Linked DNA regions of Anser cygnoides: region 2 is linked to region 1. A link is a contact called in public Hi-C data. All regions are on one chromosome and are shown on one strand. The core of a region is the stretch at or near the end of the contact, and the rest is flanking DNA. Distances in the headings are between cores, read along the strand shown.

Evidence for each region. A called contact is a pair of places that touch in the nucleus more often than the background predicts.
Region 2: a contact with region 1 is called in a Hi-C map of liver, with 1.8 times the contacts expected there. The contact joins the promoter of LOC106036308 here to the promoter of LOC106048544 in region 1. A contact is called at or near these places in 2 of 7 Hi-C or Micro-C datasets (both in liver).

The regions. Positions count from the first base shown.
Region 1 is chrZ:64,182,142-64,189,850 of Taihu_goose_T2T_genome, forward strand. It overlaps LOC106048544 (phospholipid-transporting ATPase ID-like), which reads left to right and starts at 4,508. Exons shown (of 28, transcript XM_066987982.1): 1 at 4,508-4,630.
Region 2 is chrZ:64,476,078-64,483,786 of Taihu_goose_T2T_genome, forward strand. It overlaps LOC106036308 (avidin-like), which reads left to right and starts at 4,681. Exons shown (of 4, transcript XM_066988761.1): 1 at 4,681-4,775; 2 at 4,950-5,163; 3 at 6,073-6,193; 4 at 6,261-6,420. The coding sequence starts at 4,704. The coding sequence ends at 6,294. It overlaps GBA2 (glucosylceramidase beta 2), which reads left to right. Exons shown (of 17, transcript XM_066988751.1): 12 at 1-141; 13 at 259-365; 14 at 491-633; 15 at 718-833; 16 at 2,923-3,114; 17 at 3,195-4,018. The coding sequence ends at 3,506. LOC106036395 (a long non-coding RNA gene) reads right to left here. Exons shown (of 3, transcript XR_010827909.1): 3 at 6,069-7,709.

The DNA of each region.
Region 1 (7,709 bases), core at 3,258-5,757:
GTTTTAAATGTTTCTAGTTGTAGGAGTGCCTGTGTATTTAAGTTTAATGCACATTTTGTGATCTTTTACTTGCTTCCACAAAGCTAGGTGCTTGGGGTGAAAGTCCGATTTATTATCCTGTTGTAAGTTCAAAGTCCTGTAACGTTAGTGATTTTAAGTATCGATCGTGTTAATGATGGCAATTTCAGTCACAGGAAAAGTGAAGGTGAACCTGATCATAAAGCTTGCACAAGCCTTGGCACACCTCTAATGATATGACCTGAGCTTCACCCCTATTGAGAACAGGGCTTTTTTCTGTTACTATTCCTTAGCTGATATTTTATAAATATGTCTCTCTTGCCTTTTAATGTTCTTTTCTTGTAATGTTCTCTACTTTTTACTGCTAATAGGATAGTTCAGAGCACTGGAAGGTTTCTCTGTGGGTACTTAGCCATGATCGAAACTTCCCATTTCTCCAGAAGGCTCAGGAATTATCACTTTGAAGGTCTTGTCATTGGTATTCTAACAAATTGCTGGGAAACTGAGATTTTTCGCAACAGCCAAAGGGAAGTAGGCGCATAAATCTTCCTGAAATTCACTGGAAGGTGACAACCACACTATTGCAAAAGTGAAAATGGAAGCTATGGTCAGAAGCTCTCATGACAGCAGTGGGCTGTAACGATTACATGGACATGTGCTTCTTTTAGACTCAGATTGTGACACTTTCTTTAATTGCGTGTCTTATTCTTATTTTTGATCGTGGTGCAAGCACCAGGGAGTCTGTTTGTGCAACAAACATCTGACACATGCCTTAGAACAAATCAAGCCGGAATTAACAATGCCGGAGAGGCCTCCCTGAATCCTAATCAGGAACAATAGCTGCATTTCTACAGAGCTCTCCCTCCCTGGGGTCTTGTGCTACTCCTTCATATGTTTTGGAGTGAAGGGCTGTTTATAGCCTCATTAGAGAGTGTTTAGCATTAAATGTCAGGAAGCATCTGCTGGCACATTTCTTTGTAGGAGACTTTCAAATTCTGCGAGTGAGTTTGGGTAGCTGTCTTGAATATACATGGGAGTTCCCTCCAGAGACTTGGATCATGTCTTTGAAGACAAGTTAAAGCTGCCTTGTTGCAACTACACTTCACAAAATTGGGTTTCCAGTAAACAGTCAAGCTGAATATTCAACAGCAAAAGTTCCCATCTTCCCTCATTTCTGTAACATCCACCCTCTGGCCCATATTTTAGGCACTCATGGGTGACTTTTTAGCTGATATTATTGCCATATGGCTTCAAACATGGCCTCTACATGCTTCCAAGAGACACAGGCTGCAGCCATAAAAGTGGCTAACTAAGAAGTTGACCTCACCTAGACCCTTGCATTCACTATCCCATGGGTTGTGCCAACACAAGTCTTTGTGCGACCAAGTTTTGAACTCAGCTGCTGAAAAGCTCTGTTGTCACTGTTTGTATTGTGCTGACATTGTCTTAATGCCTGCGGCAGGGAGGCAGATAAGGCAAACAACCCGACTGAAAATGCAAACATGTACTTTTTTTTCCTTTTTTTTTTTTTTTTTCCTCTAAATCAGCTCCCAGTCTGAGGATGTGGACAAACGGGAGCTTCTGGAGGTGGTTTTCGTGTCAAAGGCAACGTCTCATGAAACTGCGCTAGTGGTTTGTGGCATAACCACATTGTTAGCAGGGAGATTTGTACCCAACAGCTCTGAACTAAGGCGTCCTTAACTCAAAGTGCCCATTTCTCTTCACACTCAACCGGTACATGTTCTTAGGCATTCAGTTATATATTACTGACAAACTGCACCGTCTTTGCGGCCTGCATGGCAGGCCCTAGGGAATGAAGGGCTGGCCCTTGTCCAAAATGTTGGGTGAAATCACACAGCTGATGGATGCATCTGTGTTTTAGGACAGTCATCAGTTAGAGTGGTTTTGTCCTTCTTGCTTGGATCTGCAGGAGCTCCAAACCTCGTTTTCTTCTGCTTCATCTACCAGTGCTACGCTGAACTTTCTCATTCCGGGAAGGTTGGTGCCCCCACTGCTGGAACCGCCGTGAGAAATCACTAGAGGTCTGTCCTTTGCCACATCCCTTTCCCAGCACACTACAGCCATAGGAGGAAGCCACAACACAGCAGGAGGTTTCTAAAGCAGAACTTCAGCATGGAGAAATACTTTCAGTAGGTCTCTACAAACAGACTGTATTCACAAAGGACAAGGGAGATAGGTTAGCAATCTCACCTATGGTTTAGAACCTGGAGACAGGCAGAAGATGGGGAACGCTCCCTGCTGTGTTGTATTTTGTGAAGGGAAAAAACACCTTTTGGAAGCATTTCTCTGCAAGAAAGCTTTGGGGAAGAGTGAGGGAGGTTAAGGGAGGAGCAAATTGTGTATGTGCTTCTTGCAAAATGATTTTCCATTAGGCAGCAGCACGTCTTTCTTTCCCCCTGAAATATTGCATCATTCTTAAACAGTAGCTCTTTAACTCCAAACAAAAGGAGTTCTCATGCAGTGAAAGCTTTAATCTCAAGCTGTACTTTTAGTTCTAAATTATTAGCCATTGTTAATTTGAAGTTATTTTTACTTTAGTGACCAAAACAGCACAGACAGGAAAGAATTGTAATTTTGCGTATCCTCCAAGACTGACTGTGAACGCTGTGTAAAAGTCTTCCTACCAGCATGCAGACTCAGAGGCACAGTGCTTGGTGGCAAAATGCTAGCAGGAGAGGATGGCATGTTAGTATTGATATTAACTGAATCCTGCTGTATTGTGGCATCTCTCTCTCTCTCTCTCTCTCTCTCTCTTTTTTTATTCCCTTTAGAAACCATTTTTCTGTTTTAAAAATAGTGTGATGTACCAGTGCTAGAACCTGAAAGTGAGCAGAGAAAAGCTTATTCACTTCTACCTCCCAGAGAGGGTGAAGAGTCCCTTTTTTAAAACTGTTCTTACCAGGACTTTGAGATAACTTATGCTCTTTTTACCTCTGAGAGGATTAACACTTCTCACGCACTGAGATGTCATCAATGTGTTTCTAAATGCCTCGTAGTCCTCGATGCCTCCTACTTGATCTCTTGAGGAAGTAAAGAATTATTATTCCCTTTTATGAATAAGAAAACAGAAGTTAAAGCAGTAACAAGTGACTTGCCCAGAATCTGTCACAGGTGCGAGGATGGATTTGAGCCTCATTTCACTGTTTGCTCAGTTTGCTGTCCTTCCTTCTTTCAATGCTTGCATGAACCTATTAGTCATAACCACGGCCCATTATCTGCTGGGAGAACGTTAAATAAAGCAGTAAGCTTTCACTGCCATGTTTGTAATCCTATCTGCTGCACTGAAAACCAAAGAATTTAATTTGAAAAAAGCTACAAAGAGTAGTGGTACGGACAAGTCTCTTCATTAGCTGGGAACAAACCACATACAAAAAAATCCCAACCAAACAGACAAGATGGTTAAGGAGATGTGAAGTACCTTTTAAAAAGCCTTCTATGTTAATAATTTAGCATGTTGCAAGGTACGTCAACATTAAATATATATGTATTTTTTAATGTATTTAAACCTGACACTAATTCTGAATTTTTCAGACAGAAGATGTCATCAGCCCTAAAAGTAGGTGGAAAAACAGCCCACAGGAGCAAATCAAAGCTTGTGAGTTAGCAATGGGGGTTTGTATTGCAGGAAATTGCAGGAAAATCTGCAATGCTGGTATGGTTTGATAAATGTCACTTAGATTTTTTTTTTTTTAAATCTTAAGTGTTCATATTACATACTACCCCATTTGTGCTTAAGTGATTTTTTTAGACTAGCTCTGTCTCTTCTCTACTTCAGAATTATTTTTGTTGCTTTTTTTTTTTTTTTAAAGAATAAATAGGGCACTGAAGTAAATAATTGTGTGTCAGAAGTTGAACCTCTGTGCTTTGTTAGCATAAGCATGGCAGCCAGAAGCCTGCATCAGGATCCTGTCATACTCAGGGCTATAAACCCCTCAAATACTTGATTATGCCACTGAAGTTGCATACATTTTGTAAGTCTGTATGGGAGGTAGTGAAATGTCTAGTCTTTGAGAAAAAACATGTTTTATGTTTGAAATACTCAACCTGTGAAAAGAAAATAAGTCTGCTGGCTGCACAAAGTTGAGCACAATGTCTTGTTTGCGTCTCTGGCTACTGCTTTGGCTGCAGCAATGAGCACAAGCAGGGTTTTAAGGTCGCATTACTCTCAGATGAAATATAGAGTCCTGCCTATGGTATAAACCTTTTTTAATACCTGATGTCATACCCAAGTCCAAGGATCAATCGCTTTTTATTTACTCAGTGCAACGCAGTGCCATGTTCCACCCACGGCTTTGGGAACTTTGCCTTTTCTCTTGCAGCCATTACTGAGTACACGAAGCACACTGAGACATCCTGCAGCTCCTGGATCACATTCAGCCTGTCCCTGCGCGGGTTTACCTCCAGATCCTGGAAAGCGTGGTGCTCCCTAGCGAGCTTCGCAGCTCCGCTGGGGAGAAGCCTGGCATGCTCTGCTGAATAATCCTCTAGGGTTTTTAAAAGAAGCCGCAGCTTTTTGTGTGGTGCTGAAAACAATCCTTCTGCTTGTCTTGGCAAACAGCTTCAGATAGAAAAGACGACAGAGAACAGCCAGGTAGGCCAATTTCTTCTTCTGGAAGAGAAGTAAAGCCTTGAATAGGTGTCTGGATTTCAGGCGTTTTTGCTGTGTGTTTGTTTTTTTCTTCTTTTGCATACTGGATTTTTCTGCACCTGTAAATGCTGGGTCTGGAGAAGAACAGGTCGTGTGCCTAAGTTTTCTTTATGCAGTGCCAGCTTTACTGTGTGAGTGACAAACAGAAGTAGAGGGAGTTTGGACCACAGAAGCGAGGCTTTAAAAAAGTTTTCCAATGGCGGTGGGAAAGCACATGTTCATTTTGCTGGCTTTGGATCTAGGCCCCTCTTCTGCCTCCCTGAAGGGAGATCCAGACCTCTTCTCCTCTGTGTGCCTACACCTAAAATGTTCTCAGTGTTGTCGTTGCTGATGGCAACTGCATTCTAGTTTAACAGCGAAGACATGAAAAATGGGAACATCTTACCTCCATCAGGAGAGGTTTTGCATTGTAACTGGCTCCAGAGAAGATGTGCTCTAGCTCAGAGTGGGAGATGAGTCAATTAATGAGTGTTGTTTGCTGGCCTGTTGTACAGTAAGTGATAAATGGTCTCCTGACTTTAAAACTGGAGGGTGTAAGCCTAGAAGGCCAACTGGTGGACACCCAAAGACTATGAATGTGAAGAACTGGTTAGATGAAACACATCCAAAGTTTCTTCTGCACTACAGAGAAAAATGGCCACTTCTCCCCCAGAATCCTGTCTTATCTGACATAGGATATCTTCTGCCTTTCCCTCGTATTTAATACTAGTTTGACTTTTAGCCCAGCAGTAAGACACTCTACACATGACAATTTGGGTATCCTGACACAAGCAAAAGTCCAACAGAAGCCTGCATGAGATTTGCTAAATGAGTTCACAAGGGAGAGGACTTTTTATACGCTAAAATTAACTTTCTGCACTAACCTTTATGTATATCTCTGCAAATTATATTTTATTTCAAAAATAGTATTAAAAGGAAAGGTTAAGGCCATACTATCAGTGATAGAGGCACTCTTTATATCTTTGTTACTCAGCTGCAAACCATCAGAGCAAAATATCCTGTGGTTCACGTTACAGGAGAAGCTGTTTACTTCCTTTTGAGTGAATGCCTTGTTTTTCTTAGTGATAAAAGCTCTCTGCGGCTCTCTCTTTAGTCAAATGTGTGACTTGCTGCACTTTAGCTTTGGTTCTAATTCTTAGGATATTCACAACCTACTATGTTTTAGCGTTACTGAAAGTCACTATTCCAGGCTTAAGCAAAAAAGTTACTGAAAGGAAAGGAGCACGCTAATTTGCTGATATCAAAGTAGAGCATTTTTGCTGGGAGAGTAACTCACTTCAAGTCAGGCTGGAAATCTGCTTCCAGCATCATTGGAAGGTCCATCACTGCATTGGAGAGACTGCTGTGTGCTTGTTGGAGGCACACTTGCCATGCACTTGGTGTAACAGTGCTTAATCTGGAGATCTGTCTGATCCTTTACACTTGTGGGTCCAGCCTAGGACCCCTTAATGTTTGCATGTGCTCAGCGTTGGCTCCAGGAGGAGCAGGACTAGATTATTCTATGTGTGTAGGGTGATATGATGGTGATATTTTTAGATATGAAAATGATTTTTCCATCTCAAAAGTTGAATTGTGTAGTTTGCCAGTGCTTCCAAAGCTGTATCCCAAGCAGGACCATTGTTAGGAGGAAATGCAAGGAGATCACGGTCTTTGCTTTTCCTTGTATGGAGAACAGCAGTGTGAGAGTCTTCCACCAAGGCTGGGAAACACAACAGTGAATCCAAGGTCAAGACCGGGCACATGCCCTATGGACAAAGCCAATTACTGCAGCCTGTAGATGAACAAGGCTCCTTTTCACTTTCCCTGATACAACCCAGGGGCCTCTGTGCCCTGCCCCCATCCGTAGGTAATTCAGCGTTATGCTTTCATCCATTGCTTCCTACCTGCTCCATTGTTCATTATCCTGAGTTTACTGGGACTTGTAGTTACTACAGGTTGTGGTTTCAGTGACCACCTGGATTACCCACTAGTTAAACATCGAGACCGTCACTTTCTTTTCCCTGCCCTTTGATAAGAGTTGTTGTTTTGTGCAATTTATACTGCTGTTGTTGTAAGGAATGTTGCCAACACTTTCTCCACTGGCCATTTCACTTCTTGGACAAATAAGATTCAGTTTACTTTTCCATCTTAAATCTGTACTGGTGGCTTTATAACAGTACAAAAGATATGGATACAGCCATGAGGGGAGTGAGAACAATTATTTTGCTTAACTTATGGTTTGTTTCAACAGACTGCTGTGTTGTAGCCTGATTAGGATTGCCCTCCCTGCTATTTTCTTCTAGACCCTTCTGTCAGTGGTGCAGTGCCCTTGTAGACGTGGAGGCACTCTCTGTCTCTGAGTGTTTCTTCCCAAAGGCTCCAGCTCCGCACGGGGGTGGGATGGCTGATGTGCTTCCTACTTCCCACATCTCCTGAAGGCTGCTCTCCCATAACCAAGTCATCCAGACAGGCGTGCATCTCCTCCTGAGTAGTTGTAACTTCTAGGAGCTGTCATCCAAACAGAAATTGATGATTCATGTTTATTTGCAAGTCTGTAAGCCATGGCTACCCTGATTAACACCGTCTTAAGTTGTATCCTCTTACTTTTGCTAGCTTGCCTTCACTGCTCCCTTTGGTTAGCCCTGAAGTGGTTGGGCAGTTGGACTTGGCCTTTTTAGGTCCCTTCCAATGGAACTATTCTGTTCTGTTCTGTTCTGTTCTGTTCTGTTCTGTTCTGTTCTGTTCTGTTCTCTTCTCTTCTCTTCTCTTCTCTTCTCTTCTCTTCTCTTCTCTTCTCTTCTCTTCTCTTCTCTTCTCTTCTCTTCTCTTCTCTTCTCTTTTCTTCTACTCTACTCTACTCTACTCTACTCTACTCTACTCTACTCTACTCTACCCTACTCTCCCTAAGTGCCTTCCTTAATTTTATTTTCATTTGTATTTGTATTTGTATTTGTATTTGTATTTGTATTTGTATTTGTATTTGTATTTGTATTTGTATTTGTATTTGTATTTGTATTTGTATTTGTATTTGTATTTTTCCTTC
Region 2 (7,709 bases), core at 3,431-5,930, 290 kb after region 1:
TGGCAGCACGTCAACGCCTACCTGATGCACGACACGGCCAACTGGAAGGACCTGAACCTGAAGTTCGTGCTGCAGGTGTATCGCGACTACTACCTGACGCACGACGCGCCGTACCTGCGGGACATGTGGCCGGTCTGCCAGGTACGGGGGGACGGCCTGCCCCTCGAGTGGTAGGGGTGACACGGCACCTCCTGGCTTTCCGCGGGAGATGGGAGACATCCCGAGAGGGGCTGTGCGACCTTCCCCTGCCTCCCGCAGGCCGTGATGGAGTCGGAGCTGAGGTTTGACACGGATAACGACGGGCTGATCGAGAACGGGGGCTTTGCTGACCAGACGTACGACGCGTGGGTGGTGAACGGAGCCAGGTGAGGAGGAGGGCGGGTGATGGAGAGCAGGCCCTGGGGAGCGCAGGCGCTGGGGACGCGCTCCCCATCCCTCCTGGGAGCTCCGTGCGTCGTTGCTAATGCTGCTGTCCTTCTCGCTCCGGCAGTGCCTACTGCGGCGGGCTGTGGCTGGCGGCCGTCCGGATGATGTGCAAGATGGCAGAGGTGCTGGGGGACGAGGAGACCCAGCAGAAGTACAGCGGCATCCTGCAGAAGGGCAAGGAGGCCTTCGAGAGGATGCTGTGGAACGGTGCGCGCTCGCCGGTGGGAAACCACGCCGGGAGGGGTGCTGGGGGCCTGCTACTGATTTACCCATTTTTCTGCTTTGTTCCAGGGAAATACTACAACTACGACAGCAGCGGGAGCGACACGTCCAGCAGCATCATGTCGGACCAGTGTGCGGGGCAGTGGTTCCTGGGGGCTTGTGGCCTGGACCAGGGGGAGCTGGAGGTGAGGGGGGGACAGGGGAGGCTTTGCTTGCAGCAGGGTGAGCGCCTGCTGTGGGTTTGGGGGGGCTCCCGCACCTCCTGTGCACGGGGCAGCACTGGGGCGGAGGTTGTCTGAGGCAAATCAGTGCGATAATGAGTGCTTAGGAACAGGCTGTGTGACAGGAGCCTGCGGCCTCCTCCAAGCCTGGCACACTGCTAGCCAGGTCCCGCTGGGCTCTGTTCTCAGCAAAATGGTATTTGTTTTTAAAAAAAAAAAAAAAAAACGGAGAAAACACGCGTTTCCACATGCTGTGCGCTGCCTGGTATGAAGTCCTAAATGAGTGTCGGAGGAGACGAAGGCTGATTCGGGGCCCGACGGGCCGCAGCTGTTTGGTTGCGAGGGAAGAATTGGCTGAAGACAGCTCACGTGCAACAAGGGGCAGTGAGAGCAGCGGCGGTAAGGTAGCGCCGGGGACGCAGCGGGGCGGCAGAGAGCCCTGCTACGGGTTATTTCCGAGCAGCAGAGAAGTGACGGACCCGCTGCTGGAGAGCAGAGCTGTGCGGTGGTGATGGAAGCAAAGCGCAGCCCTGCGGGTGCCTGAGGGCCCTGGGTCGCTTCTGCTGGTGCTGAGAGGTTGCCCCAAGCGCCCTCCCCTGCGAGCGGCCTGCGCTAAGCGCTGCGGGATTTGGGGAACTGCCCTCCTGCAGTTACTCCAGCCCTGTGCCGCAGTGCTCCAGCAGCACTTTTGGATGCAGAAAACGTGGCACGGTCCAAAATCTCACCTCTTGTTTTTGTTGACGTCGGATTTTGTTGCTTAAGGTGTCGTTCTCTGCTGTCTGGTGAGCTTTGAGCTTGCTGAAGGCTGCACTGGTGAACTTCTGTTTACTACGGTCATCCAGTTTTTTGTTTGTTTTTTTTTTTTTTTTGTTTTTTGTTTTTTGTTTTTTTTTTGTTTTGTTTTGTTTTTTTGCACGTGTTTTGATCCCTTGCCCTGCTGGCAGCACTCCTGCTTGTAACGCGTTCCTGCTGTGTGTACAGGTCAGTAATGGAATGCAAAGTAAGAAAAATTGGTGACCTCAGCCCTGAAGAAACTCTGCCCCAAACCATCCCGCAGGAGAAGAGGCTTCCCGAACAATGCTTGTGCTTATCTTCAGATCCAGAGCCACGCCAGAAACATGACTGTATCGGGTGCTTGGCTTTAGCATAGACAAAAGGGACCCGCTGCCTTTCCCTGGATGAGTCCACAGAAGCCACCGCGTTGGCCTGCTCCGGGGCAGTGACCACCCCTGTGCCAACGCTCTTTGGTTTTCATCCCCAGCAAACCGTGGAAAAGCATTATTTACTTTCAGCTGCGTGCAGGGGCTCTTTGTCCTCATGCAACTGTCTCTGCTGTTTGGGCAGCTGGCCTCTTCATGCTCGGGTTATTCTCTTTTGGTTTGGTTTTGCAAGAGCTTACTCAGCTCTCCGACCTGTCGTGAGCTTTTGGCTGCAGTTTGTTGAATAACTTGTTTTTCCCCCCATCAGGTGGGGGTGCGGGGCAGGTTCTGCACTTCCTCCCCTGTTCTGCAGAAGCGGCTGTTTGTTTAGCGAGAGCCGCTGACCTTTCACAGGCCTTTAACTTTTACTAGGGGTAAAAGTTTCAAGCCTCTCGTGCCAGACCCAGCGAGCCACGGGACGTGCCGCGGTCCAACCTCAGCACCATGCTGTCCCAGCTCGTCTCAACCTTTGGCTGGGGCCGTGGTCCTGCATCGCTGCCTGATAGCGCAGCTGAAGGGATTGAAGTCCTCTTGAAATCAGTGAAAAGCGAGCCCTGATTTCTCTTCTTCCACTGAGCTGAATATAAATTTCCATGTCCGTAACTGGGAATTCAAACAGGGCAAGTCCGAGTGTGGCCAGCCTGTCACCAGCTTTGGCCGGTGGCTTTGGGGGTTTGTGGACCATGCATGCTGGAGGTGTCCCCTGCCTCCACCAGGAAGCAGGCACGAAGTTCTGCATCTCCCCTGAGCAGCTGCTTTTCTCAGGGGAAGCAAAAGGCTTTTTGCTGGCGTTCTCCATCCCGTTTCTTACGGAGAAGCTGCTCCCTGGCCACCAAGCCTCTCTCTCCATGCAGGTCTTCCCCAAGAGCCACGTTATCAGCGCCCTGCAGACCATCTTTGAGAAGAACGTCATGGGCTTCGCCGGCGGCACCATGGGGGCGGTGAACGGCATGAGGCCCGACGGCGTGCCCGACACCTCCAGCGTGCAGTCCAGCGAGGTGTGGATCGGCGTCGTCTACGCCTTGGCCGCCACCATGATCCAGGAGGTGAGGGGAGGTGCCGCGGGTGGAGGTGGCTGGGGTCCTCTCCAGGCGGTGCAGATGCTGATGGTTTCCTCTTCCCCCAGGGGATGGTGCAGGAGGGCTTTCACACAGCCGAGGGCTGCTACCGCACGGTGTGGGAGCAGCTGGGCATGGCCTTCCAGACCCCCGAAGCCTACTGTGAGAAGAAAGTCTACCGCTCGCTGGCTTACATGCGGCCCCTCAGCATCTGGAGCATGCAGCTGGCCCTGGAGAGCCGCGTTGGCCGGGCACCCTGTGCCCCCCCGGCCTCCTCCAGCCCTGTGCCTGGTGGCACCGAGCAAAGCATTGGGGATAGCCCGGGCCCGGTGGCCTCGGCTGGAAGGCAGGGACCTTGTCCTGTGCCTCCCTCTCTTTAAGGATGCTCAACTTGCCCTTTCCTTCCCTACCTCCTCAGCCCCTAAGCTACCTGCCTCTCCCCTTGGGGGGGCTCCCGGCCCCTCCTTCTGCACACGAGGGGGCCGGAGGCACGCGTTGCATCCCATCACCCCTGCGGCCGATGGGGAGGTGCTGCTGTGCCCTGTGCTGTCCCCTCCCCGGTGCTCCGGCAGCCTGCAGGACCCCCCCCCTGCACCCCTCGTGGCCAGGAGCAAGCGTGACCTCTCCTGCAGGCTGTGGCTGGTAGGGTACGGGGCCGGGTGCAGGATGCACCACCCGCACGTAGACACATGGATGCTGTAATGCGCGGCTCCCCGGGCTGACCCCCGCAGCTGGGGGGGGTCCGGCTGGAACAATCCCTGGGGGGCCGCTGACAATCCCAGCCCCGACAGCGCCTGGCCTGGTCTGGCACCGTGCCGTGAGCCGGGGCGGGCAGGGGAGCAGGTTTTAGAGGATGATTATTTTAAGTTCTTAATAAACTACTGTCCAGCTGTCTGTCTTGTGCTGCCTGGGGTGGGAGCAGAGGGGGGGGTCTTGCCCTGAAGGTTGGTGATGGGAACTAGAAGTGAACAAGAATGCACCAAAAGGTACCGAAATGCCACCAGGCCGCGTGGGAGGCTGCTGGGGCTGGCCCAGTGACCAACGTGTCACCAGCTCCTGGGTCTGAGGTACCGGGGACAATGTGGCTCCTGCAGTCACGCACTGACGGCACCAGCAACGACTGGAAAGCCACCAGGTGGGGCAGGGCAGGGGCACGGGGCCTGGGCAGCGACCCGCTGGGCACGGTGCTCTGCACCCCTGGCACCAGAGCGGGACACGGAGGCATGTGTGCCCCCCCCCCCCCCCCCCCGCAGGGCCACAATTATGTTTCCCCCTCCGTCCCTGCAGGGTTGGCACCAAATCTTCACCTTCCTGCACCCCTGGGCGTGAGGGTGGCCCCACGGGGTCCCAGGCTGGTGACGGTGCACTGGATCCCGTGACCCCTGCCCCGTGGCGTGGCGGCACCAGCAGTGGCACCCACGTCACGGCGTCCCCTGTGCCACCACAGGCGGTGGCCCGTCACCACCGGGTGACCCTTGGCGGGAGGCCCAGAGGCACCGCGCAGCCCCCGCCGCTATAAACGGGGCCGAGCGGGGCCGGAGCTGCGCAGGCAGAGCCCGGCACCGGCAGGCGCGGCCATGGGGAGCCTCTGCTGCTGCCTCCTGCTCGCCCTGGCCCTGCTCGGCCTCCGCCCCGCTGCCGCTGGGAAGGTGAGGGCTGCTGGGGGCCTGCCCGGCCGTGCCGTGCCGTGCTGAGCTGTGCTGAGCCGTGCCGTCATGGGGGGGTGAAGCACATCTGGCTCTGGGGTTGTGTGGTTTCGGGGTTGCGTGCTTGTGCCGTGCCGTGCCGTGCCACACCGCCCTGTGCTGTCCCCCGGTCCCCAGTGCGACCTGCAGGGCCTCTGGAGGAACGAGCTGGGCTCCAACATGACCCTCTTGGCCCTGGACATGGACGGGACCTTCTCCGGCTCCTACCACACCGCGGTGGCAGCCACCGACAAGCAGATCCTGGTGTCCCCTCTGCAAGGAGTCCTGCAGCCCCCCGGCACCAAGGGGCAGCAGCCCACCTTCGGCTTCACCGTGCAGTGGCAGTTTGCAGGTATGGCAGCGCTGGCATGGTCCTGTGAGAAAAATCTCAAATAATTTTCTTCAGACAGGATCTTCTGTGAGGCTATTTTATTCATGATTGCAATGGCGGGCGTCCTGCCAATTAGGAGTGCATTTTTGTAAACAAATCATAACCTTTTATTCCCTATTACCCAACACCTGATCACCTCCCCTGTTTCCTCATGCCTGAGTACTACAGGCTCACAAGCTACTCAACACTCTTCTATACCATATATGTACGATTTCTCTTTTTTTCAACCCTTTATTTTCCCCTTTCTTATGTATTGAGAACGTGTGATCTTTGTTTTACTGTTCTCACACTGCTCATCCTGTTTTTCTCAAGCTTCCACCTTATTTTGGAACAGTGAGGCCTTCTACTGTCCACTTATCTACTTAGCATTTCTCTTTGTTATGACTACACAATTATCTCGGAATACAGAAAATTAGCTCTCTACTGCAAAAACACAACTTTGTTTCTCACAGTCCCGGGGCAGCCAGCGAGCGCTGTTGCCCGTCTGTCTGTCTGTCTGTTGGGGGGTTTTCATAGGACTGTCTGTCTGCCCTGGCAAAGGGGAAGGTGGCCAGGGTGTTCGTCTGTTTGTCTGTGGGAAAGGGCAGGGGTGTCCGTCTGTCTGGGAGCCGCAGTAGTGGTGTCCATCTGTCTGCCCAGGGGAGGGATAAGGGGTGTCTGTCTGTCCATAGGAAAGGGCAGGGCTGGTGCCCGTCTATCTGTCCGGGTGATGGGGAAGACTTGCACCCTGGGCGCATGGCAGGGAGGTCCGTCTGTCTGCCCAGGACATCTCGCAGGGGCGTCTGTCTGTCGGAGGGAGGTGGCCCAGGCTGCCCCGCTCGGAGCCACCAGCGCTGAGCCCCCCTCCGCCCCCCGTTTCACCCAACGCAGACTCCACCACCGTCTTTGTGGGCCAGTGCTTTGTGGACCGCCGCGGGAAGGAGACGCTGGAGACCGCCTGGCTCCTGCGGGAAGGGGTCCCCTCCCGCAGGGACGTCTGGAAGGCCACCAGGTGAGCCCAGCCCTCGCTGCCACCCGGCAGCGCCCACTCCCACCCCACTGACACCGCTTCTCCGCAGGGTTGGCACCTCCGTCTTCACTCGTGTCAAGTGACTGGGACCCAGCCGCCTGCGCCCCGCGGTCCTGGGGCTCTCCGTTGTCCTGCTGCCCACCGGCTCCCTCCCAGCGCCTCCCAGCGACCCCGCACCACGAGCCAAATAAACCCTCCTGTGCTCAGCAGAGCTTTGCCCTGTGTGTCTCTGTTACTTCCCTGCAGCCGAGCTCGGTGGAGGAGGCAGGCAGGGGTCCATCCCCTTAACAGGGACAGGATGAGGCTGTGACACAGCCATCGAGGCGTTTATTCCCCTGGCAGCACCCAGGGCACACCTGGCCATGGGACAAGTGCCCTCCGTGCATGCCCGAGCAGTCCCTTCACTGAGTGCTGTCTGCCTCAGAGCACCCTAATGCCAGTGGGGACAAGGTCCCTGGTGCCAGCAGCCAGGGCGCTGCGCCCGCAGCCCGACGGACAGTGGGGACAGCAACTGGGTCAGTGGGCAGTGGGGGACGCACGCTTACAGTGACTGCCGGCTGCTGCAAGTGAAAAATTCACTCCTGCACGCTCCTTCCACTCCTATCCATGCGCAGCATTTGGTCCAAGGATCTGCTTCAAAGGAAGGCGAGAGTTAGGAAAAGGGGCCGCGGGCTGGCCGAGGCAGTTGCCACCCGCACTGCACACTGCAAACTGCTCCAGCACGGGTCCCCCACGGGCAGCAGCTCCCCCCAGACCCCCTGCTCCTGTGTGGTCTCCTCTCCACGGGCTACAGCTCCGGCCCAGAATCTGCTCCAGCAGGGGTCTTCCACAGGCCGCAGCCCCCGTCGGTGCAGGTCCACCTGCTCCACCGTGGTCTCCTTCACGGGCTGCAGCGCGGAACCCTGCTCCACCGTGGTACTCCATGAGCTGCAGGGGGACAGCCTGCTTCACCATGGGCCTCACCACAGGCCGCAGGGGACTTCTGCTCTGGCGCCTGGAGCACCTCTCCCCCTCCTCCATCACTGACCTTGGCGCCTGCAGGGCTGTTCCTCACTCCTCTCACTCTCCCAGCTGCTGTGAGGTGCAGATTTTTTATTTTTTTCCCCCTGTCTTAAATATGCTCTCACAGAGGCGCAAAACAACATCGCTTATTGGCTCGGCTCCGGTCAGCAGCGGGGCCCTTACCTAACATGGGGCAGCTTCTAGATCCTTCTCACAGAAGCCACCCCTATGGCCCCCTGCTACCAAAACCTTGCCACATAAACCCACTACTCGGAACCCCAAGTCCTCAGCACCCAACACCTCAGCACCCAACTTCTCAGCGCCCACCACTTCGGATGCCAGCGGGGCTCCGTGGGTGGCTGCAGCACCCCAGGGCCGGCCCTTTCCCGTGGCTCCCTATCAGCTGCACACCAAAACCAAGCTTTCCGGAAGGGTCAGCCTTGTCCCCAGCGTGGGGGCCGCTGTCCTCAATGCCATCAGGACGTCACCAACCACA